7 separate regions of the Mus musculus genome follow, and regions 1, 2, 3, 4, 6 and 7 are each linked to region 5. Evidence: chromatin contacts called from public HiChIP or PLAC-seq and promoter capture Hi-C data. All regions are on one chromosome and are shown on one strand. The core of a region is the stretch at or near the end of the contact, and the rest is flanking DNA. Distances in the headings are between cores, read along the strand shown.

Region 1 (3,260 bases), core at 288-2,787, 480 kb before region 5:
TTTAGCTACTCCCTGAGTCTGTTGAGGTGGATGGATAACTAATTTTCATGGAGAGCAGATGCTAACACTAAGTCCATGGTTTACAGTCGCCTATACTACGCAAATTACGGCAACAGTATTCGCCAAAACTTAAAAGCCAGAAAGACAATCAGCAAAACTACTCTATGGAAGAAAGCCATGTTCTCCCCTGTGCCTCGCACATCTGTGTATTTAAAAACTTACCTAGACAAGGACTTGGGGCTCTAAACATCATCACTGTCACACGTCAGCTCAAAGGGGGTCTGCCATGATGTTTGTTAGCCACAAGGAGGATGAGGTTCCCGAGGAAATAGCCGTGTTAACGCAGGTTAGCCTCAGCCACTGGTGGGAACGTTGCAGCATGTAGGTGTGGTAGCATCTGCACCCACCAAAATACCATTGGGTCGACCTAACACTCCCTTTGAATTTTTAAACTCTTTTCTTCGTGCTTCCTGCCTTTCTGCTCTTCAACACTTTTTTTTTTTAAGTCCTTTTGTCTGGGACTCTAGTAGCAAAAATTAAACAAAAAGGGGAAAAATGTTAAAAATAAAAATAACCATTAGCCTACTTTGAACTACACCCCCCCCCTCCCCAGAAACATTAATGAAATAACACTTTCCTGGAAATGTAAGCCCAACCACTCATGTTCTACTTCATGGTACTGGCTCTTCCCCACCCCCATCAAAAAATGATGCTGCAGCATCTCATATTATCTCGAATGGGAAGACTATTTTTCACCGGTTTTTATGTTTTGTTCCCCCACTACAGTAGAACCCAGCTTCCAACTAATCAGCTTTCCACTCTTCTGAGAAAGAAACAGGAATGAATGTTGTCCAGAGCAAGGACGGTGAAGTCTGATACAGGCAGCCCAGCCAATGGCGAAGCTGACTGAGCAGCTCCTGAGGCCACACTCTTGTTCATCTCAACTACAAAGCATCTCCCAGCAGTTAAATGGCAGGGAATACAGAGGTAAGACGCATAAAGCAGAGGCTTCGTGCTGCGTTCCTCCAATGATGTTCAACCCTTTAGGAACATGCAGATCTCCCTGCAGGCCGTGGAACTATTAGGTATGGGTTTTAGAATCATCCTGTTGCCAACAGAGGCCTGCGATTTGGTGATCGTCTCGCCGGCGGCAGCTGGGTCAGGAGATCTGCTTCCAGAGATGGTCGTACAGAATACCCAACCAAAAATGTATATTTGTAAAAATAGAGGAGGGGAAAAAGACTAAGGGGAAGAATGAGAGAGAGAGAGAGAAAGAGAGAGAGAGAGAGAGAGAGAGAGGTGGGGGTGGGGGTTGGGGTGAGGGTGAGGGGGCGGGGAATGCACAGTCACCTCCTAACAACAGTCGCGTTGTGATTCCTCTGGTAATGTTACCCAGGTTTTGTTTATCATGAAAAGACCCCATTAATGCCTCGGCCCCATGAACCAGCAGACCAACTCCATGAATGGCACCTATCAGAACCCAGGGTAAATCCAATGATTAGAGGGAATTTGCCAAAGGGCCTTTCTAGCTGAGAGAAATGCCTACTCGGGAGAGGAATGCAGAAAATTCCTGGGCACACAGGCCCCTCTTTGTTGGCAGCCTGGTGGTATGCTGAAGCAAATAAAGGACAAAAATGGGATCTTAGATGCAGTGAACATTTGAAGAAAATGGGTTTCAAAGACCTCCTTGAAACATTCCTTTTAACCTCCTCCCAGGAAGGGAGAAAAAAAAATCCTGATAAAGATGAATGACAGAGACCTTCTACCCAAAGCACCCATTGATAGCACAGCATAACCTTGGCCATTCTTAGTTGCAATATAGCCTTAGTAAGATCTCCCTTGTCCTGCTGAGCCTCCTAGTTAAACAGTAAACCAGAGTTAAAGCTTTACAGATAGGCACACACACACACACACACACACACACACACACACACACACACAGAGCGGCTTTCCTGACAGAGTACACTGAGATTTATCGTGACATGAAAGCAACCAGCAGGAAAGCAGAGGGGTGGGGGTGGGGGAGGGCATGTAAGAGCAGACTGGGTGTTTTAACCATTTGTAGACAAAGCAAGAAAGAGTGTGCTGAACTATCACGACCATCCAAACACATATAAGCAACCAGAAAGAGAATCCGCAGGCAGACTGCCGGGTAAAGGAGGGGAGGGGGCTGCACTGGACTTTACATCTGTGCACAAGAGCAGTGTTTGTGAGTCAGAACCCAGAACACCAGTCAGACATAACAGGCTTACACTGGTTTGCCTGTACAATGGCCCAGGTCTATGGGAATGCTGCCGTGCCTCACTCAGTCTGCGAGCCCAGGAAAACAAACTCTTGGTTTTGTTTGGTGGGAAGCAGCTAGCAGTGAGAGGGGTGAATCAGAACCTCACACAATTCCGTTTGTTGTTTGTTTGTTTGTTTTAAAAACAAGATTTAGGTAGTCCCTCAGCAAGTTACTTTGTATATCTGAGTTTCTCATTTTTCAGAAAAGGACTCCCCCCACCCAACGCCCCCCACTCCCCAGCTTCCTAAGGCCCAAACAATTTTAATGACTTTTCTGCACAGTGTGCCCCTAAGTGCAATACGTTTGCTCATAACTCTTGTTATAGACTTATTTTATGTTCCATTTTAATGTCTGCTGGGCTGAGAGGAAGCACAATAATAATCACGTAATTCTAGTTGAAGGTTTCCCTCCCCTCTCTCCCCGGCTGAAATCTAATAAAATATTATTTATTTGTATCTTCGGAGAGTCGTTCACTAACATTTTTCAAATCCATAGGAAAGGGCTCGCAAAGGTGGTATCTTTATTACTTTGTGAATGCCTTTCATTTTACTATTTGTTTTAAATGCCTTTTTACTGGTACCAGTGGATTTACATTACAGACCCGGAGGAGGATGCTATTTGGGGTACACACAACAGATGCAAACCTTGGGTTGTGTTTCTCAGTACTCACTTCACGGTTTGCTATATAACCGTATAAAACCCTTCTCCCAGACTCTCCTTGCAAATCACCATGTGCACAGAACTGTGGGGTTATTGTGTCCCTGTTTATGGCTACCCTTGCCCTTTCTAAGAGTTACCCCAATAAGTCTCTACCTGGGGGTGTGCTCCTATAACGTTTATCCATCTGCACACCAAAAGAGTGAGCGCTCAGTCTGCCCTTTGTATTATTAAACATGAAGTTTTGCAAACGCTAATGAACACAATATTTCTGCAGCAGGCAATAGTGGCTTAGGAAAACGACTGACAAACCCCTTTA
Region 2 (3,489 bases), core at 179-2,678, 450 kb before region 5:
AGAGGGTTATAGTCACACTGCAACATTAACGCTACTTGAATTCAAACCATTTTTCCTACTGTATTAAATATTTCCCTGTGTTGGGAGCAAGATCTTGAATAGCGAAGCTGGTGCTGTTCACCAAATGAAAACAGTGAGCTTGTGCTATTCATAAAACAGCTGAACAACCACGTTGGTAATAGAAGACCTCAGAGAGCCAGCAAAAACAAAACCAACAAACAAAAACCCACCATTGTTTTCTTAATAATCATAATTCTTTTTTTCCCTGTGTGATTTTTACCTGCATAACACTACTCAAATAAATTGACAGTTGGACCCCAAATTACTGTCTTGGCTGCTACGTGGCATTCTGCAAATCTCTCAAAACCCCTTACTTAAGTCTGCTTCACCCCCCCCCCCAAAAGCACTTACTTACTCTCTAGAGTGTTACAGGAATTAGGTGTCCTGGAGCCCACAGCGCCTACGCCTGGTTAGCAGGTTGGAAAGTAATAAGCACAATGGAAAGGGAACCTACTTGGTTACCATGGATACCTTAGATCTGAAGAACTCCTATTTGGGGTGCTCATCAGCCACTACTTGCACAAAATCCCTCACGCTGCCTGGACCTGCATGCGGTCATAAATGTTTAACTGCATCCGTACAGTGTTCTCCAAGTGCTCTGAAATGGCACAGCCATGCTGTGGGAAACCAGTCCTTCCCCTGGTGCATCTGCACTGCCTGCTACCCGTCCAGAGACCTGAAGGTTTTATTTGGCCATCCGTTTTGCAGGACTGAGCCATTTCTGCTAGATCGCTACAACTGCTTAGCTAGAATCAGCCCCAAGATTAATTTCTGCGGCAAGTCAATTCACCCTGGGATGCTACAGCTTACAAAAGGTTTAAAAGCTCTCCCCGCACTGTAGGGGCTCCAACTCTAGTAGTCTGGATAAGAGGGGCCAGGGAGACTAGTAAGGTACATAGCCTTTACCTAGTCACGTGAAAGCTTCCAGGGCATTTCCTCTGCATGAATCCCAAATTACAACCGACTTTTCTCAACATCTGACCCATGCAAAGGAAGTTTCAGTGATATATATAATATATATGCATACATACATACATTACATACATAGACATTAGATCTGTGAAATCTAATGATCCTTGAAGCCAAAGCAGTTATCTTAAACTCACCAGAGACACATGTTAGCCCTCTTCCCAGATGTTCATTTTATCCTACAGGAGGATGGTACAGGCGACTTGGGAGACCAGGCCTTACACTGGTGCCCTGTTTTGGCTTAACGGCTTTAGTAAACCAACAGAAACACTTTGTCCCATAAAGATAATTGCACAACAAAACTTTTATCTTTTCCAGATGGCAAATGGGATGTCACTCAGTGTGACTTAATGATCTGGCCCCCACAGGACTCTCTCTAGATTCATTTGCCTGCTCCGCCAGAGTGCCTACTCGTCGACCGCAATAGGGAGGCTAGTCTCTACACTAATGAAAGTAAGAGCCAGGCTGTTGTCAGGAGCTGGGCATGGCTGGAGAGAGGCGTAAACAGGGGCGTGGCTGGAGACGATTGGTCATCAGGGACAGCTGGCAAGATTGTTTATGTCCTCTACATTCACCATCTCTTTCCTCTCCATGGTCTATGGTTGCTCTTGTCTTCACCATTCTCTTGGGATCTTGACCCACAGCCACAGTTTGACTCTTTCACCCGTGGCCCCTGTTTTAAGTCTTCAGCTCGGCCCTCTCCCCTAAACTCCACATATATATCTAGTTGGGTGTGTAAGCGTTGCTTCTCCACATAACCCTTCATGTTCATTATTTTTCTACAGAATTTTTTTTTTACCTAGTAGGTATAATATCTGTATCTTATTTCCTAGCAAACATTTTCCTTATTTTTTTTTTAACGTCCTAGAATACAAGTGACTTCTAACAGCTAACTTCCTCCATACGTGCACCATACTGGTTATTTTAAAATAGTATCTTAACGTAATTTCAGAAATGCTTACTTTTTCCTTATATAGCATAGTCTCCATGTTTGCTGCAAGATTCTGAGAACAGATAAATATCTAGTCCCAATGTACTTGAAGTCGCATGGTGGAATTAGGAAAATGCTTGTGTATAAACTGATTCTCTTCACAAAATAGGTTGGCATGGTAGCATATCAAGTATAGTTTATTCAGAAAAGAGTCACATATGTCTTTACTGAATTCACTCTTTAAGATTTTGTTTTCCGGGATAGAAAGATGGCTCAAGAGTTAAGAGCATTTGCTCTTTGTTCAGAGGACCCAGGTTCAATTCCCAGCACCCACAGGTTGACTCACAACCATATATATAACTCCAATTCTGGAGACTTTGACAACCTACCCTCTTCTGGCAGACACACACAAGGTACTCAGACAAAATACCCATACACATAAAATAAAACAAAAACATTAAAAATTGCCACAGATGGGCTGGTGAGATGGCTCAGTGGGTAAGAGCACCCGACTGCTCTTCCGAAGGTCCAGAGTTCAAATCCCAGCAACCACATGGTGGCTCACAACCATCCATAACGAGATCTGACTCCCTCTTCTGGAGTGTGTGAAGACAGCTACAGTGTATTTACATAAAATAATAAATAAATCTTTAAAAAAAAATTGCCACAGATACACAAGGTACTTAAATCATGCAAATGGATACATTCATGGATGATCGTAGACAGAGGACACTGAAAATAGTGTTTTGAAAAGGAAAGAAATGTACTTTCATAGTGAACTACATTCATGGATCGATGAACAAAATATAAAGAAGTCTGATTTGCCAAACAGGAGCTCAGTTTTGTCCTCCGTGATCAGCAAATATTTTTTTTTCCTGTAACTGTCGGCTTCCTCTACTCAGTTACTGCCTAATGATCTGTTGAAGTGATACCATCTCCTTCCCGGTCCGCAGAAGTGCCCTCCCCCACCCACATGACCATGCTCCATCTTCTAGAGCGGCATCTTATGCCCGTGACCTTGAACAAAGCCTAAGCGAGAGAGCCTGGTCACTCTGTCTTGAAAGATTTCCTTTCCAACATCTGCTGCTTCCTATTTTGCAATCTCACTTGCAAACAGTGGTCCTCTTGTCATAGATATTTATGTGTCTACGTGTCAGGAGCCAAGAGATTAGCGAGAGCAGCTACTCTTTGGGGTAATTGATGACATAACACTGCAGAAATACATTTGATTTTTTGTTTTTTGTTTTTTGTTTTTTTAAAAAACTTTTAATTGCATGGTTTTAAGAAGCCATTTTGTGAGATTTGAGTAGACCATTGTGTGCTTTTCTTTTTCTTCTCCATTCAATGAATTTGAACACAGAAGCTACTATTTAATACCTAGATATTAAACACACACATACACACCCAAACCCTCTATTCAAGGAGCATGGGGACAATCATAGAGGAGTACAGAGACAACCATAGAGGAGCACAGGGACAACCACAGGGGAGCACGGAGACAACCACAGGGGAGCACGGAGACAACCACA
Region 3 (3,454 bases), core at 744-3,243, 380 kb after region 5:
ACTATATATATATTGATGGTCTAGGAAACTATTTTTAAGTGGTTTTTTCCATCTCTGCCAGACCTCTGGGACTGAGGCGCTCCTTGGGTAGGAAGGGGAGAGCTCTGAATGGAGTGTCAGCTGGTTCAACTGGCAATTTCTGTGATGCTACTGTGACAGTTCACTTCAGTTTTGATGCATCCGTCCCTCCGACTGTCTCTGAACTTCCTGCCATCCACCTATACGCTTTATATACCTTTATATACCAGTTCAAGATCTCACACAAGTAACCGTAGGCCACCGTCCCTTCTCTTTGATGCTTTATGCTTATTTTGCAAGGCTGCACAGCCTACACATTGTTTTTAAGGGAGCGCCTCCCATACACTACATCCATGATGAGCCACAAGGCTGAGACGCAGTATAAATTTAGCAGCACTACACAACGCTCCCCACACCCGACGAAGAAGAAACAGAAGACTTCTTCTTGTGGCTCTCATTAGTATGGCGTGTGAGGTAATCAGTCCCCAGCCATTCTGGGCTTCTGTGCTTAGTCTGGAAAATGCGGGGTGTGAAACCCATGGTGACAATTCCCTCCAGCAGGAGGTGGGTAGTTAAAACCAGGGAGGTGTGCACGGGGTGTGCACGGGGTGTGCACGTGAGTGTCAGTGCTTGGATTCTTTTGTTTTGTTTTGTTTGTTTGTTTGTTTGTTTGTTTTTGAGACAGGGTTTCTCTGTGAGAGCCTGACTGTCTTGGAACTCACTCTATACACCAGGCTGGCCTCGAACTCAGAAATCCGACTGCCTCTGCCTCCCAAGTGCTCCCAAAGGCATGCACCACCACTGCTAACCTGGACAGCGTTAGTGTAGATTTTGTGATACCATGTTTTAACATACTACCTGCCTGAAGTGCTTTGTATAATTATACGAATAGTGGGTTCTCATGTTTGATCTCACAAAGATGGCCAGTGGGCTCATTCCCAGTACAGAATCTTCTCTTTGCTCCACATGATCTTTTGGAAAGTGTAGAAACATATTCTTGGCATCCTGACTTTGGACCCAAGGAAGTACCTCCTCTCAGATGTCAGTCAGGGAGAATAGAGTCAACTGTATCTGACACCATACACACATGTCACCCCAGGACTGAGCCAAGAATCACCTGACCCTGTCCTTTATGCAAATTTTTGTCTTAATAACTGAAGAACTTGATTCAAACAGTTAAGAAATTCACATCATTTATATTTTGTTTTAAAAGATTTCACACACGCACACACACATACACACACACACACACACACACACACACACACACACCTCAACAGGCAGGAGAGCTGGCCTTGCCCCTCACCTACTGCAGCAGTTGGGAGAGCAGAGCCTGCGTTTTCCCTGAATGGCACAGTAGAGTTGACCCTGATGGACAAGGCTGAGCCAGCCCTGAGAAAGCTGGCCCTGCAACTTGTCTGTCATGCAGTGGAATGAATGAAGGAGAGATGCTCTCCCCACCCCTACCCCTACCTACTACGCCCCTGCCAGAGAGCTGGCCCCAGGGTCATGGGGTCATCTGTGTGGGAGAACTAGCTCTGTCCCCTCACCGGCTGGCCCAGCTCCTTCTCTGGTATAGGCACAGATGAGCTGGCCCCAAAGTCATGAAAGCAGAACAGCTGGTTCTGCCCTTCACTGCAGCACTGGATGGGCTAGCTGGGACAGCACTGGGAGCTCACCCTCAGGCCCAGATCCAGGGCTTTCAGTTGGTCCACCCTAACATCTACCCCATTGACAAATTGCTGGCACTTGTGAAGGGGCCGATCCAATTCCATAACCGGGGATTGCGGTGACCCCTAATCCAGCTTTGGGTGAGCTGTTGCTACTTCATGCCCCCAACCTGACCCCATCCCGCCTGGGGCAGATGGCTGTGCTCCAATCATGAATGATCAGAGCCACTAAGAACAGAACAGGCACTCGGCTGGGCTTGCAGCTGCCTGGCAGGCTTGGGGCTCCCCGGCTCTCTCCTTCCTCTGCTGTTTATTTGTGGTTAGCGCCTCAAAGCAGTCACCTGCATCCTGAAGCAAGCTCACCCACAACCCTTCTTCACGTGGACACACGCGTGCGTGAAGGTCTCACATGTCTGAAGGCACATTTGTCCCATGATCATGAACATGCCTGGTTCTCTACCCAGAGGGCTAGATATGTGGAACTCATGCATCCAAGTTATAGATTACCACAGATTCCAAGTAAGGCCTTCCACTAAACCTCTTTGAGCTCCCATGCTGTACAGTAATAGAATCTCAGAACAGAATTGAAACATAATTTAGTTCCATGCCCCTCCTCATTCCACAGGCAGCCCTCTGGGGTGTCACCGGCAGATGGCCTCAAAGGCGCTGCCTAAACGCTTCCAGTTATGGGCATACAGTGCCACTCAGGGCAGATGGCTTCAGTTTGTGACAGAACTAATTGATCAAACATTGTCCTTCTATTGAACAAGCATCAACATCCTTGACATTTCCAACCCGCCACTGGGGTGGTAGTGGGGATGAGCAGTGTGGTTAGTGGGCAGAGCCCGTCCCATGGCATGCAACAGCTGCCTCCAGATTAATTCAACTTTCCCAAACAAGGTGAGGTGCTCAAAACACCTATGATTCTTGTAACAATTCTCCCGTGTTCAAAACACCTATGATCCCTGTAATAATTCCCCTTCCATGGTCCTTAAGGAACTTACCACAGATACTGTCCAGAGTCTACTGCAATCTAATTCAGATACCTTACCTCACTGGCACACTTCAGTTGCCCATCTAATACCATCAATTAAGGAAAATCAGAAGGGCTGGAAAGATGGCTCTGCCAGTAAAACGTGCTCACCGCTAAGCTTAGGACCTGAGTTCAATCCCCAGGATCCACGTGGCAGGAGTTTCCTCTGACCTCCACAGTGCACTGTGCAACGTGTATATCAGCAAATACACAGACATGCACACCCCACATACCCACACACATGCACATATGCGCACACACATACAGAGACAGACAGACAGACAGACAGACAGAAAGACAGAGAGGCACACAAACAAATACATACATAATAAAAATTTTAAATGTATACAAATGGCCATTGCAGAATTAGTGGGGAGTAATGTGGTCTCTGCAGGGAGGAGAGGTGCTGCCCAGTCTCTTTGTTTGCATAGTGTTTAGAAAGGCCTGGGGAGAATCCTTGTATCCTCTTCAGCTCAGAAATAAGGACCCTGTATTCAGCCAGCTCATGTATTCATGCAGAGCCATCTCCCATTTGCTGACAAGTTCGTGGTCCACTGAAGCCAGATCCCAGCCACTAAGTGCTTTGAGAGTGAATAAAGAAGAGAAAGTGGCTTGGAATGGCATTTGCCATTTCTCTCACTAACAGTCCTTCATGACAAGGAAAATGGACAAGTCTCTCTCCTCTCTGAGGTACTAGTGTGCATTGAAATAGACATTTATATTTAGGCCCTGC
Region 4 (3,609 bases), core at 688-3,187, 350 kb before region 5:
GTGGCAATTTAGAAAATAGTCCAAAATGAACAGAAAACCATGAAAGGGCACACAGGTTTACCCCCATTGGGACATTCTACTGAACCATGGTGCTTTCAAAGATTGGAACTTGTGGTTACAAAATACTAAATTAAAACTGCGTATTTCACACCCCAAACTGAGCGGAGGCGACCGTCTTCTTAGTGCACCCAAGGAGCATATGGAGAGAAGGGCAAAAGATGAAGAAGACACATGACCATCCACCTCAGCAAATTCTACTTCTGGGAACAAAAACAAGGGGCACAATTTCATACGAAAGTCAGGAGCCCACCTTATAAGAGCTGTTATTACAGCGTTATTTATCTATTAGTGAATGGGATATGAGTACTAACTCATCGCTTGGAGACTTGTGTACTTACTCAGAGACAAAATAAAGACCAATATTGCCTCAGAAGAGATACGTAGAAATCCATTGCTAGATGAAATAAATGGTCTTGACTATCAACCTCTTACAGGGGTCTTTTTTGTTCAGGAATACTGTCATGAACTGCTCTTCACTGTTCTGTGTTGCTGCTAAAAATTAAATTTTCCTAAAAATGTAAACTTATAACTTCTGTTCATACTTTAAATGAGATATAATTCTAATAACTTATTTTGCTGTTTTATTTTGGTTTTTTGTTTGTTTTTTTGTTTTGTTTTGGGTTTTCTGTTTGTTTGTTTGTTTGTTTGTTTGTTTGTTTGTTTGTTTTAGACAGGGTCTCTCTAGTTTTGTTCTGGAACTCAATATGTAACCCAAACTAGCCTTAAACTCATGATCTGCCTGACTCTGGCTCCTAGTGGCTGGGATGAAAGGCACATAGCACCATGTCCAGCTGGGATGATCCTAAGTTAGTCTTTTCTCTTTTGCTGCAACAACAACAACACAACAAAATACCCCAGGCTGGGTATTTTATAGAGAAATAAGGGTTATTTGACTAAAAGTTATGAAAACTGAAATCCCAAGATCAGGCAACTTCTTTGGTTTGGGCTCTGAGGAGCCTTAAGCTCGTCACCTCATGGACGGCTGAAAGGAAACGCACGTGGGAGAGGGAGCAGTTATATGATGACATAGGAAGCTAGACAAGATCAGGACCACAACTCATCTCGTCAGAACTAACCAGGGTTCCACAAGAACCACCTTAACCTAGCAGGTTTTGAGACTGGTGTCCCAAAGACCTAATTACCTCCAGGTAGGGTCTGCGTACCCCCATCCACATTGGTACCGTAAGGCCCAGGCACCACTGGACGACAAATCCTGTGTAAGGCAGAGCAGTTGATGTCTTCCACCTTTGAGCAATTCCTGTCCAGTTTGCTCTCTTGCTCACAGCTCAGACTTTCATACCAGAAGATCACCAATGATTCCTCAGAGTGAGGAAACATTGTTAGGGTGGAGAAAGCTGTGAGCCTGAGTTGTTTAGTGGCAGTCTCAGGGCTTCTGTGTTCTCCCTTGTATGTATAATATGTATCTTAGTGCTGCCGACTAAGTTTAACCTATTCCTTTTAAAGGACTCGAAGTTATGCTGAGACACGCCCCCTCCCCGTAACCCCCCCTCCCCCATCTTTTCTTGGAGTGTTTTACCTACAGAAAACCACAGCCAATCAAAATGCTGAACTGTGGAGCACAGCCTTAATATTTTTAAGTGTGTGAAAAAGAATGTTTAGAGAGCCTCATGCAAAAAGCTGTTTCGCTTGAACTCAACATCTCCAAACACACAGCCACAGTTAGTTATGCACCGGGAACACACCATCACCCTCCCCGAAATCTCACACTGTAGTTGATTATAAGTATAAATCAATACATGTACCCCGCAGATCGATGGCGAAGAGCCTTAACGATTCCCGCAAAGCCGCCTTTATAGAGTGGAGGAGAATACACAGCTGACAGGGAACCGCTGGGTTATGGCGACCACCCAGGTGGTGCCAGAAGTTGGAAGTAACCCTCCTCCCCCCTGCCCTCCATCAACGCAGCTCAGAACGAATTGGCTTTTCAGGAATGCTGAGAGAAAAGGAAAAGCCGGCCAAATCTTCCCGGCAGAAGTAGTTCCGATCCGGGGATTAGAGTCTGTCAATTAGGGGTGTCCGAATGGGACGGAGGGAAGAAAGAAGGAAGTGCTGCTTAAGTGTCAGGGGAGACTCTTATTTATTTTTATTTTGATTTGATTTTATTTTATTTTTAGGAGGGGGAGCAAGCGCTGGGAACGATTTTTCTTATTCTGCTTGGAAAGGAGTCAGTCCTGATCCAGATTTCCTTCCGGAAGAAACGAATCAAGGACCTTGCTGGCGGAGGGTTGGGAATGGGGGTGGGGGACAACCCTAGGTGGCCCGAGCGTGGTACGGCCTTGTCAGAGGCTATTGTACGGCTAGACCCAAGGCCGTTTCGGTACCCACGCAGCCACTTGCAGGACCGAGCGTGTCTGGATGAGCCAACTGGCCTCCCTCCGCGCCGAGCGCCCCAGCCGTCTGCTCTGCGCACGGGGTCAGGGGGCCCGCGCCGGCAGGGGCGCCTTTGAAGTCTCGGCAGCAGACTGGGTGGGAGATGGATGACCTAGGAGGGACAGGGACGAAGGGGCCCAGCCTGGTTCCCACGATCCGCGGCTCGAGGGGCCACCGCGCAATGCGGGCCGTTGCTGGGGCAGAATGAGAATGAGAGCACGTGGGTGATCTCGGAAAATGCGCGCGCGGGGATATGATCCCTAAATGTGAGCCAGGAGATTTAGCGCATGACGAACCCTAGGGAACGCACAGAAGGCGGCCACCACCGGGAGGGAGGAGGCTGTGACTCTAGGTAGCCTCGGTGAGAGTGAAGGTGGTGTACGTAAGAGGACCCGGAGTAGGATGGAGAGTGTCCTACTGGTTAGGGGGTGGGGTAGGTGTACGTCAGGAGAGGGGACCCGGCAGCGTGCGGGCTCCATGCTGCTGTGCAGATCGGTGTAGCCGTGGGTGCAAGCAGAGAAAAGGCGACCCCGACAGAGGCACGGGGCCCCTGGCCTGGACCGCTGGGCGGCGTCTGCGGAGCATCTGAGCTCAGCCTCCGGGAGCGGGGTTGGAGGGACTAGTTGCAGAGCAGCGACGCCAATGAAGTTGGTAACTTTTTCCCAAAGAGGAAAAAGAAACCGCCAAACAAGGGTCCCCTAGAAGGGTGGGAGCAGTGGCCCAGTTGCCGATAGACTCCACCCCCTCCAGACTCCGCCCCCCTCAGACTGAGGGGCGCCCGGCCTGCAGCCAATGGGCAAATCTACGTTAGGCGTGACTTTGTGGTTCGACCTGAGCCAGGCATGGAGCTGGCTGGTTTCACCTAGTCCAGACTTTGGGTCTGGAGAGAGCTGAAGGTGCTGACTGGCAAGTCAGGGAGCCTGCATCCTCCCGTGGCTTCCTCCAGCCTTTTTGGACATAGATCATAATCTGCCCAGAGACATGTTAGGTAGAGATTACATGCTAAAGGTTCTCCTGAGAGAGAAGAAGCAGTGTTCTCTCTTGCCCTAACTTACTTCTCAAGAGCTCCTCATGTAAGTTTACAAACACATCTGTTCAAAACGGTCAAATATTTGTTGACCTAGAAGTGAAAGTGACACAGAAGGGAAGAGATTCGGG
Region 5 (3,159 bases), core at 372-2,871:
CACACGCAAATAATCATTCATACACTCCCTTTCAGCACAATCTGTTCCTTATCAGCCAGCCCAGCAGGTTTTAGAAATCCATTGATAAAATGTCTAGTCAGAATCCGTTGATTCCCAAGAATGAGCGTTAGAAAGCAGCCCCAGGAATATGAGTCGATTTAAAGGTGGGTCCTTTCCGAAGTACAATGTTCCAGAACAAACATAAAACTTCCGTCATTGTTAACGGAAGCACTTACAAACTGCAGTGGGTATACTTAACTATGTACCACTGGTCCTGAGAAACCACTTCGTCAAGTCTATAACCCTGAGAATCTTCCCTGGATAACATTTTATACATCAAAGTACCTTTAAAACCTATTTTGTCTTTTATGCTGCACAGGGTGTAGTCGACTGTCAACTCAAGTGTGCGTTGTGTCCTGGCTAGCCGAACCTCATTTTGACAGTTCAGGCTATCCTAGCCATAGGCAACACAGCGACCACCTAACACCTCCCACATAATCCAGGTTTCTGGTGATTATAACGTTTTGCCTTGCCAGACAAAATGAATCAAGCTTTGATTTGTTTACTCTGTCCAAATTCAAGAGCCCCTGCAACTTAATATTTTCCTTTAAAACCTCCCCTTTGGACTTCAAATAATTAGTTTTTTGACACGCAATGGAAATAGGAAGAAAGAAAGAAAGAAAGAAAGAAAGAAAGAAAGAAAGAAAGAAAGAAAGAAAGAAAGAAAGAAAGAAAGAAAGAGAGAGAGAAAGAAGAAAGAAAGCTCTCTAATACTTTACATATGATTCAAAGAAAATTCTTTTAAATCCTTATTGCCCCCACTTATCGCATAACCTACAAAGGCAGGAACAGTACTTTTTATTCAGATAGTCTGACTTGAAATAGCCCAGTGGAAAAGTTTAAGAAATAAAAAGGGAGGCGGGGGGGGGGGGCTCTGATGCTTGTTTTCACTTGAAAAGAAGACAGAACTGGTACCTGCCCCCTGGAGTTTTGCTGGTACCTGTTTGGGCCTATGAGCCGCCAGCCCGGTCCGGGGTGCGCCCCTGTCCCCAGGGGCCTGGCGACGCCTTCCTGGTTCCCACGCCCTGGCCCGTTATCCCCCGGCCGCAGCTGCGGAGAGGCCCGAAAGAGAGAGAGACGCGCCCTCGGAGCTGCAGCCCGCGCCCCCGACCACCTCACTGAGCCTCCCCGAGGACCCGCGCGAGGACGGCGGCTCAGGTTCCCGTTGGGGACGGGTAAGGTGTCAGCGCGGCGGCCGGCGGGGCGCGGGCTCTCCCGCCTGACCTCGTTCTGCGCTGTCCCCTCGTTGGCGAGGAGCGTCTCCGGGGTCCACGCCGAGACTCTACGGCAGGGGGATGACTCTCAAGACTGAGGGGGCGGCGCGGGCGCTCCCGGGACGGGGGTGGGGGTGGGGGGAAACACTCCGGGTCCCAGGCTGACTCGGAGGGATCGGAGGGCCGGATGGGGCGAGGCGGGGACTCACCGCGCGTCGTGGTGGCCGCGGCCGCGGCTAGGCAGAGACCCAGGCAGAGCGCGATTGGGCACGGGAGGGTCCGCCGCGCACTCTTGGGGAAGACGAGCCTCCGCTGTCCGATCCCTCCTCCCTCCCGGCTCCGGGCGACAGACGGGGCGGCGGGAGGCATGACGGGAAATTCCTGGGCACGGGCGGCCGAGTCCAAATATGAGCATAGCAGACAAGCGAGGGAGGACGGCGGAGCGCGCTGGCCGCGGACGGGGCCCGCTGCCCGGGACGCGGCCGCCGCCAACTCCCGCCTCCGGCGCCGCCTCCACCGCCCCGGGCCAGCCCTGCGGGAACAGGGCTTCCGCGCGTGGGCAACCCGTAGCAGAGCCCCCTGGCAGCATCCACCTGAGACCTTTACTGTAGGGTCAGGGCGCCTGAGAGCTAAGGACCAAAAGTCCTGGCCTGTACCAAAGAGGCTGTGAAGTGCCAGTTAAGGTGTGACATGGTCGCTCTTGTGCCTACTGAATACCCATAATACAGAGGACCACCGACTGCGTCCCAGGGGTCGCACCTGGAGGGGACCTCACCACACCCACTATGTCCAGGTGAGAATGTCCTTATAATCCCCCACTATGTGTGAGTGAGTGTGTGTGAGTGAGTGTGTGTGTGTGTGTGTGTGTGTGTGTGTGTGTGTGTGTGTTGTAGTAAGATTCAGCAAAAGGGCAGTCCCTGAAATTTTACTTGAACACCATATATGGAGTCAAAGCAGGCCGGAAAAGTTTTCGCTCCAGCTAGAGCTGTTTTACAGGACATTCCTCCTCACCTTGACTCAATATTCACTGATACAATCTCTCCCCCAAACCCCAACTCACTCTCTCTCTCTCTCTCTCTCTCTCTCTCTCTCTCTCTCTCACACACACACACACACACACACACACACTTACTTTTGCACACTGTCCAAAGAGGAACTTTGATAATGTATTTTAAGGGCGCTACCTCTGATGACCAAAATGTCAGTCCCAGATGTTTGATTACAGGCCAAGCGCGTGCGAACCTGACTTTTTTTTTTTTTTTTTTTTTTTTTTTTGGCACTAAACTCCACAATTAATCAGATCCAAATGACCCTCTCTCAAGACAATGAATGTAATTATGCCTTAATTACTATAATATATATCCACACACACCCAAACAAATGTTTGACAGGATCTGGAGATGTGGGATGTTATACAATTACTTCTCAGCATATTAAGATGCTGCAAAAGTGATTAATTGATGTCAAACACGGACGGGGGAAATGTCAAGCAGATTTAGAGGGTGGATTATTCTAACATGAACTAGAGGGGGGTAATTTGTCCATCACGCCGCGCTTGAAGATGCTTTATTTGAAAGTTAGTAAACCTCATTTCTAAACAAACTCGATTCTGGCAACACAGGAAGGCCCCCAAGCCAAAACATAGTGTATTTGCAATCGGCCGCTTCTAAAACATCCCGTGAATTACACCCAACAGATGGGCAGATTTCGCTTCACGAATTAGCAGTGTTGGTGGAGCTACAGGCAGATGGCCTAAGGAAACTCAGGCTGGATGAGTTCTGATAGAGCAAAGAGCTTTAAAGGCCCATTAATATTACTATCCAGCTATGTACCTGAAACGCACAGTGGGCAGGAACGGGAAACTCGAGTATCCCCGTTCCCATCC
Region 6 (3,194 bases), core at 389-2,888, 470 kb after region 5:
ACGTATAATCCTCTTTCTCCCAGTGTCCTAAGAGCTGGAATTGCGAGTATTTGCCATCATGGCTAGGGGAAAACTGTCTCTGATTTTTCTGCACGAGGCTGAGTTCCTTGGATCTTATTTTCTCAAAATTTAGACGTTTTGAAGCTATTATTTCATTTAAAAAATTATTTCTTCTTTTTCTAACTCCAGTCCTGTGAGTGGTGGACTACATTGTCGTGTCTCATAGGTCACAGAGATCCTATACATTTTTATTGTATATTATATTAATTGTACAATACTGTATGTTATTATAAACTATCTGCTTTATTTTTAGATGTAAAATAAAAAAAAGAAAAATACTTTTCGAAGGTTCTGTGTCCAGTTGTCTGACAGATGTCTCAGTGGTTAAGAGCACATGGTACTCTTGCAGAGGACCCATGTCAACTCCCAGGAACCCTCGTGGTGCCTCACAACCATTTGTAACTCCAGTCCCAAGGGTCAGACGCTCTCGTTGACTTCCCCAGGAACTAGGCAAGCATAGTACACATACATGCATGCAGACAGACACTCATGCACATAAATCTTTTAAAAAGAAATCGCAAAGGTGTGAGTCCAACACACAATCAACTGGCAAATGGCTGTACCTTCTTTTGTTCTGCATAGAACAGTGCTCACTTGGTATATCGTGCATTGACCTCGCAGGAATCCCTAACAGCAACTTAACTTTTTAGCTAACTTAAAATATTTTTTGAGGTTTCATTCAACAAAGGATGTGTTGCTACTGGTCGTGCACTTCTTTTCTTTTTTAAGATTTATTTATTTATTTATTTATTTATTTATTATAAGTACACTGTAGCTGTCCTCAGACACAGCAGAAGAGGGCATCGGATGTCATTACAGATGGTTGTGAGCCACCATGTGGTTGCTGGGATTTGAACTCAGGACCTCTGGAAGAGCAGCAGTTAGTACTCGTAACCACTGAGCCATGCACTTCTAAGTTTCCAAGAAGGCTTGCAAAAACTCACCAAGTAGGACTGGCCAAGATGCCAAGGCACCTGCCGCCAAGCCTGAGGGCCTGAGTTAGATCCCCTGCACTCACTCCACAGAAAGAAAGCACTGACGCCCGCAAGATGCCCTCCGACCTCCACACACGTGCCGCGGAAGGTGCGTGAGCACGCAAAACCCACAAAAATAAATGTAAATTAAAGTGTGATTAAAACTTGAAACGTTGACCAGAGCTCCTAGCGTCGTAAAGACGTTCCTAAATTGTTTGAAAGTACATGCCAGCCGAGGAAAGTGGAATAACAACAGCTGAGCCAAATGAGAACTTCACCTCGACAGGTGAAAAGTCAAAGGACACAGGCAGAGCTGTCCATTAACCCCAGGACTGGCCGGGACTTTAACCAGCAGCTGATCTTGTGTTCACAGCACGTGCGCTGCTTCACTCTGGAGGGAAGATGAGCGGACTGACTCCTGTCTTCATCTCCGGTGCTCTGTCCTTCCTCCTGCAGCATCAGGAGCAGGCCTAACCAGTGGCGAGGCCAGGCTCCGCGCGGTCCTAGCTCTGTCCAGCCCTGCCCAGCGCCCGGGCTCTCCGCCGCTCCCCAGGCCCCGCCCACGGCCGCCCGTCACGTGACGACGCGCCCCGCCCCCTGCCCCGCCTCACGTGATCTCGCCTAGGGAGAGAAAGCCTGACCCCGTCTCCTGCGCTCACCGGCGTCTCTCCGCAGCTCTCGGTTCCCCCGCGGAGCTTGGCCGCCATGCGGCTCCCTTCGGCAGCCGGGCCCCGGCCGGGCCGTCCCCGCCGCCTGCCGGCGCTGCTGCTGCTGCCGCTGCTGGGAGGCTGCCTGGGGCTCGTGGGGGCGGCTCGCAGGCCCAACGTGCTGCTGCTGCTCACCGACGACCAGGACGCGGAGCTCGGCGGCATGGTAACTCGTGTCCACGCCCTCCCCTTGCCCCTTTGCTGGGCCGCTTGGCCGTGGGTGGCTGTGCGCGGTCACTCCGGGCCCTCCGGGAGCTTGGACGAGTCATGGGACCCGGCTTCCTCCCCCGAGCTCACCCACAGGCTCGCACCGTGCGCACGGTGCCTCCAGCCTGGACCTTACTGCTGCAGTGGACACTCGCCGCTCAGGGCAAACCTGTGGAGGCCAGTGATTGATTAGGGAGATCCGAGGCCACGTCAGCCCTCTTCACGGAGGACCTGGGACGTCGGCATCCGTGCTTCTGTGGTGGCTATAAAAGTGGGTTTGTAGGCTGTCGAGCTGTTATTGACAGAGAGTGTTTTTGCTTAAGAAGCATCAAAACCAAAATCAATTGGCCTAATCGAACAGTTGGCTGAGGCATTACTGTCAGGGCTCCAATTTAGGTCTAATGGGTGTTAGTCATGAAGACTGCATTTCCTTCCCAGTCACTTCTGCTCTTTCGAGGTTCCGGAATTTGACCTTTGGGAACATGAACGCCAATCTCCATCCATTGGTGCTCTAGGGATTTGCCCAAAGCACTGAGCGGGAGGAGGCAGATTAGGACCAACCCTCCAATGGTATTCCGTCCTGGGTCAGCATTGCTCTCACTAAAAAGGAAAAAGAAACAAGTCGAGACTCTCTCCCTCTTTCGGTTCTCCTTCTGCTTTCAGCTGATTGCGGTAGCTGTGAAACCTCTAAGCAGGAGGGTCCTACTTTTTCCTGTGTGGTCATTAACCCTGGCTCAATGTCCTTCAAGTTGCTGGTCCCAGCTGATCAGTGAGTTGTGAAATGAGTCTAGTGAGCCAACATTTTGGTTTTCCACGTGTCACATGTGATAATGGTTAGCAGAGCCTGTGTATTTCTGGGCTGGGCAGTAACACTTTGCCTTCCGCGAACTGTCTTTTTCTAGATGGTGTTCTGTTACCAATCCCCTTGGCCCTTCTCTATATCTACATAGATCCCATTCATCGCCTTGTTGCTGTTGTGGTATCCCCTGAGCCATAAGGATGTTGAATCTCTTCTCCCCTCCCACCCTGCTGGAGGGCCTGCTAAGCCAGTTCTCTCTCAGAGCGAGCCCCCACCCCCTGTACCAAAAGTCTTGACTTAATTCCCTCTTAGGTTTTATTATCCCTCCCTCCAACAGTTCCCATAGCTCTCTTCTCTTTCTTTCTCTTTCTCTTTGCTTTATTTCGTTTGTTTGGTTGTGTTTTGTTTCGTTTTGAGACAGGGTCTCACTGTATAGCCGCGGCTAGC
Region 7 (3,524 bases), core at 997-3,496, 350 kb after region 5:
GTGTCAGAAAGCTGTACATGAAGCTGGATCCTGACTATCTAATGTAGCCACGTGAGTATTGTATTCCTTGGCATAGAGAACTTGCTAGGAAATTGTCATGAGATACAGAAGGCCTGATCCCTAAACGTGAAAGTGTCTGGAATATGTTTTATAATTTTGCGTGTATCTGTGGGTGTGTCGGTGTGTGTAGGTGTGGGTCTGTGCACCCGTGTGTGCACATGGATGTCAGAGATCAGCATTGGGTATTCTTCTTTAGTACTCTCCGCCTTATTTTTGAGGCAATGGCTCCCACCCAAGCTGGAACTCACTGATTGGCTCGACTGTCTGACCAGCAAGCTCTGGGGGCTCACCCGCCTGTGCCAACCCCAGTGCTGATGCTACGGATATGCACCCCTGTGCCTACACTTTCACATGGTTTCTGGGATTATGAACACGCATCCTCGCGCTTGTGTAACCAGTGCTTTATCCATGAAACCGTTTCCCCAGTCCTGTGTTTCCTAATATTTTCAAATTCTATGAATGTATACTTTTTTATTTATATGAGTACACCGTTGCTCTCTTCAGACACACCAGAAGAGGGCATCGGATCCCATTACAGATGGTTGTGAACCACCATGTAGTTGCTGGGAATTGAACTCAGGACCTCTGGAAGAGCAGTTGGTGCTCTTAACCATTGAACCATCTCACCAGCCCCTAAATAACACTTTTTTCAACCTGTCCCTTCTCCAGTAAAACTGTACAAGTCAGAGCTCACCAAAGAGGAAAAGGGTGGAAGAAAAGGCTCACGAAATCACAGAGTCCAAGTTCCACAGTCTGCCATCTGCAAGCTCTGTATCCAAGAATGCCTGTGGCAGAGATCAGTCCAAAGTTCCAGTCTGAGGGCCTGACGCCACCTGAAAGCACTCTCACGGACACACTCGATGGCCATGTTTTGCCATCTATCTGGATATATCCCTTAGCCTAGTCAAGTTGACAGCTAACATTACCATTTCATAGCTCTTATCCAGACCCACTTGGATTGTTGTCATAATTCCCTGACTGATAGATAAGCCCTTCCTCTCTCCAGTGCCACTAAAGACCGTGTTCTGAAGGATAAGACAGAGGAGACATGTCACATGGTACTACTGACTCCTGGCATGTCCTTCAACTCAGAGTCATCCCTTACTGAGCAGCACTGATCAGTGTGAGGCTGTAGGAGGGACACCTGACAAGCTGTCACTAGGAGGAATCCCCAGGAGGACTCTGATTGAAACTGGGGAAAACATATCATATTCGGAGGAATAACTTGATGCAGAGGGTGGAGGATAGGATTTGTAACAAAGTGGTGGTTGTCTACCAAGCCTATAGGATTGTATTGTGCATTTACTCGGAGTAATGTAGGCTACGGTCAACGGCAATTCCAGGAAGTTCTATCGCCATCAATCTGCCCCCCACCCCCTTGTTCTCCTTGCTTCAGCTTCCTCCTGGCCTGTCGTCATTTCAGACATTGCTTTCTCTTGAGAGTCTTCCTTGACTCCGAGTGTCCAATCGCCTGCCTCTCGTCTAGACTCTCCTGACACCTCGCACACCCTTGCTCTAAAACCTAGGCACACTCTTCTGCCACTCTCCTTCCGTGCCCTGACGCCAGTCGACAGCTCCTTCAGAGGGAGGGATGCCGTTGTCCCAGTGCCTTGAGTGCAGAGCCCCAGAGCAGGCAAGTGACAAGTACTTAGTCATCACTTCCAAACAAATAATTAAATACGTGAACAAATAGAAATTAACACTTAGCAGTTAACCATCTCGAGATCGAGAGAGATCACAAAGGGTTAAGTGCTGTGTTAATGGCATGTGTACCTCCCGCAACTCCAGTGAATAAGCCATTAAACGTTTTCTTATATGGTAAGTCACAGTGAGACAGCATGTGACTTTGGTCATTAAATAAATTAATAAACTGTTGATCTGAAATAATGTCCAGGATAAAACTGTGAAACAAAGTAAGGCAGGAACACATGGTTATTTAATTCCCTAGAATTAAAGATACATACTGGGCAAGAATCCCGTCGCAATGCCCAAATCTAAGAAACACCAAGCTGCTAGTCCCCAGTTCCTGTTAAATGCTGGTTGTTACAAGAGCAGATTCTAGAAGCATCTCATATGGGCCCTAAAACAGTGCAGCCCTTTTTCCTACCCCCCAACTCCAGAGCAGAAACAAATCTGCTATTGTGCTTTCTGTTACTCGCAAGCAAATTTAATCTTAGTTCCTACAACTTCCTGAAGGAAATGAGTTGTGAAAACGAAGCGGCAGTCATCCAGACGCAGAGAAGTAGGCAGGGGGTCACAGAGGAGTAAATGAATTGGGCACAAGGACAGAAATCGAAAGACAAGGACAGGCCCTAGAATAGTGGACACGGGCTGTCCAACAAAGGTGAAGGGAAGAGACAGGCTACCAGGCTAGGAGACAGGCAGGAAATTAACCTGAGATAGCGGGGGACCAAGGCCGCACAAAGGAGCCTTTGTTGTCCCGAAGAGGAAGGGAAAGTATACATTGTTTCTAAACAGGAAAACTAAGCATTTGAGTTAGCGCTGAGAAAGCTCTCTTCAATAGAGACCCGCCTGAAGGGAAGCAAACTGGAGCCAGGTAAGTGGCTGCCACAGTAGTTTACAACAGTGGTTCCCTGCCTTCCCAACACTGTGTCCCTATAATATGGTTCCTCATGTTGGGGTAACAACTCCCCCCCAGCCATAAAGCTATCTTTGTTGCTACTTCATAACTGTCATTTGTGACAGTTATGAATCATGATGTAACTATCTGTGTTTTCCCATGGTTCTAAGTGACCTGTGAAAGGGTTATCCAACGACACCCAAGGGGCTGAGACCCACTGATTTGGACATCCATAACCCTACATCTGCACCATCCAAAACATCACAACGAAGTCTATCCCTCAGACACTGGATCACCAACCGGGCAGCACACACCAGCTGACGTGAGGCCCCGACACACACACAGCAGAGGACTGCGGGGTCTGGGTTCAGTCAGAGAAGATGCACCTAACCCTCAAGAGACTGGAGGCCCCAGGAAGTTCAGAGGTCTGGTAGGATAGGAGTGGGGGAGACATTCTCGTGGAGACACGGGGTTGGGGAAGAGGTATGGGATGTGGAACCCTCGGAGGGTGTACTGGGAGAGAAATAAAATCTGTAATGTAAAATAAAATAAAATAAAATAAAATAAATAAACAAAAAGAAGCCTAGTCCTACAAATTGAAAGAGACAAGGAAAGTCAACAGATGTGTTGTGAAGATACCTACAGCTAGCTCCAGCCATCATATGAAATGATAACATTTTTTTTCAAAACAACAATATTCCGTATTGGTTTGGCCTAGTTTGGTGCAATCCACCAAACCTGCTCCTGGCCTATGAAGCCAAGCCCCCCAATAACCGACCCCTAGACATTTGCCTTTTTCTGCCCTGTGTTCTGGCCCTTGTTGTGGCTGTCTATCAGCTACCAAGACTCCTGACTGGCTCTCAGCTCTCGAGTGCACCACAAC

Evidence for each region. Promoter capture Hi-C pulls out the DNA fragments that hold promoters and counts their contacts. HiChIP or PLAC-seq counts read pairs in DNA pulled down with a chosen protein or histone mark.
Region 1: a contact with region 5 is called in an H3K4me3 HiChIP or PLAC-seq map of stem cell-derived neural progenitor cells, with 2.8 times the contacts expected there. The contact joins the enhancer-like site here to the promoter of Msrb3 in region 5. A contact is called at or near these places in 5 of 115 datasets of contacts at active chromatin or transcription factors (embryonic basal ganglia, embryonic forebrain, forebrain and 2 more).
Region 2: an H3K4me3 HiChIP or PLAC-seq map of embryonic limb bud shows a contact between it and region 5, with 2.9 times the contacts expected there. The contact joins the enhancer-like site here to the promoter of Msrb3 in region 5. A contact is called at or near these places in 6 of 39 promoter capture datasets (the 3T3-L1 cell line, cranial neural crest, frontonasal cranial neural crest and 3 more), 1 of 15 datasets of contacts at CTCF or cohesin (the NIH/3T3 cell line), 7 of 115 datasets of contacts at active chromatin or transcription factors (bone marrow-derived macrophages, craniofacial prominence, embryonic forebrain and 4 more) and 1 of 9 other capture datasets (pancreatic islet).
Region 3: a contact with region 5 is called in an H3K4me3 HiChIP or PLAC-seq map of stem cell-derived neural progenitor cells, with 2.5 times the contacts expected there. The contact joins the enhancer-like site here to the promoter of Msrb3 in region 5. A contact is called at or near these places in 2 of 39 promoter capture datasets (hippocampal neurons and liver), 7 of 115 datasets of contacts at active chromatin or transcription factors (bone marrow-derived macrophages, craniofacial prominence, double positive thymocytes and 4 more) and 1 of 9 other capture datasets (adipose tissue).
Region 4: a contact with region 5 is called in an H3K27ac HiChIP or PLAC-seq map of embryonic stem cells, with 4 times the contacts expected there. The contact joins the enhancer-like site here to the promoter of Msrb3 in region 5. A contact is called at or near these places in 6 of 115 datasets of contacts at active chromatin or transcription factors (craniofacial prominence, embryonic basal ganglia, embryonic limb bud and 3 more).
Region 6: a promoter capture Hi-C map of the HPC-7 cell line shows a contact between it and region 5. The contact joins the promoter of Gns here to the promoter of Msrb3 in region 5. A contact is called at or near these places in 7 of 39 promoter capture datasets (the HPC-7 cell line, cranial neural crest, embryonic stem cells and 4 more) and 2 of 484 Hi-C or Micro-C datasets (both in the G1E-ER4 cell line).
Region 7: an H3K4me3 HiChIP or PLAC-seq map of bone marrow-derived macrophages shows a contact between it and region 5, with 2.7 times the contacts expected there. The contact joins the enhancer-like site here to the promoter of Msrb3 in region 5. A contact is called at or near these places in 7 of 39 promoter capture datasets (cranial neural crest, frontonasal cranial neural crest, hippocampal neurons and 3 more), 1 of 15 datasets of contacts at CTCF or cohesin (embryonic stem cells), 8 of 484 Hi-C or Micro-C datasets (the HPC-7 cell line, bone marrow-derived macrophages, cortical neurons and 5 more), 19 of 115 datasets of contacts at active chromatin or transcription factors (DN3 thymocytes, SST interneurons, bone marrow-derived macrophages and 13 more) and 2 of 9 other capture datasets (embryonic stem cells and liver).

The regions. Positions count from the first base shown.
Region 1 is chr10:120,415,799-120,419,058 of GRCm38.p6, forward strand. The region is part of intron 3 of Hmga2 (high mobility group AT-hook 2); the gene reads right to left. Among named protein-coding and RNA genes, the nearest start is that of 9230105E05Rik, 28 kb to the left of the region's middle. Within about 2 kb of position 1,538, at least 73 of the 459 cell types and tissues checked have an H3K27ac peak or open chromatin away from gene starts, as enhancers often do. A contact at or near this core is called in embryonic basal ganglia, embryonic forebrain, oligodendrocyte precursor cells and 1 more, where this site is marked.
Region 2 is chr10:120,443,428-120,446,916 of GRCm38.p6, forward strand. The region is part of intron 3 of Hmga2 (high mobility group AT-hook 2); the gene reads right to left. Among named protein-coding and RNA genes, the nearest start is that of Mir763, 2.9 kb to the right of the region's middle. Within about 2 kb of position 1,429, at least 6 of the 459 cell types and tissues checked have an H3K27ac peak or open chromatin away from gene starts, as enhancers often do. A contact at or near this core is called in embryonic limb bud, where this site is marked.
Region 3 is chr10:121,280,663-121,284,116 of GRCm38.p6, forward strand. The region is part of intron 9 of Tbc1d30 (TBC1 domain family, member 30); the gene reads right to left. Among named protein-coding and RNA genes, the nearest start is that of Gm35404, 39 kb to the left of the region's middle. Within about 2 kb of position 1,994, at least 26 of the 459 cell types and tissues checked have an H3K27ac peak or open chromatin away from gene starts, as enhancers often do. A contact at or near this core is called in double positive thymocytes and stem cell-derived neural progenitor cells, where this site is marked.
Region 4 is chr10:120,550,099-120,553,707 of GRCm38.p6, forward strand. No RefSeq gene overlaps it. Among named protein-coding and RNA genes, the nearest start is that of Gm34952, 23 kb to the left of the region's middle. RefSeq lists an enhancer at 1,860-3,499. Within about 2 kb of position 1,938, at least 93 of the 459 cell types and tissues checked have an H3K27ac peak or open chromatin away from gene starts, as enhancers often do. A contact at or near this core is called in craniofacial prominence, embryonic limb bud, embryonic stem cells and 1 more, where this site is marked.
Region 5 is chr10:120,897,350-120,900,508 of GRCm38.p6, forward strand. Msrb3 (methionine sulfoxide reductase B3) reads right to left here and starts at 1,622. Exons shown (of 7, transcript NM_177092.4): 1 at 1,484-1,622. It overlaps Gm4473 (a long non-coding RNA gene), which reads left to right and starts at 1,698. Exons shown (of 2, transcript XR_001779656.2): 1 at 1,698-2,067.
Region 6 is chr10:121,363,452-121,366,645 of GRCm38.p6, forward strand. Gns (glucosamine (N-acetyl)-6-sulfatase) reads left to right here and starts at 1,639. Exons shown (of 14, transcript NM_029364.4): 1 at 1,639-1,907. The coding sequence starts at 1,740.
Region 7 is chr10:121,249,170-121,252,693 of GRCm38.p6, forward strand. No RefSeq gene overlaps it. Among named protein-coding and RNA genes, the nearest start is that of Gm35404, 8.0 kb to the left of the region's middle. Within about 2 kb of position 2,247, at least 23 of the 459 cell types and tissues checked have an H3K27ac peak or open chromatin away from gene starts, as enhancers often do. A contact at or near this core is called in the HPC-7 cell line and bone marrow-derived macrophages, where this site is marked.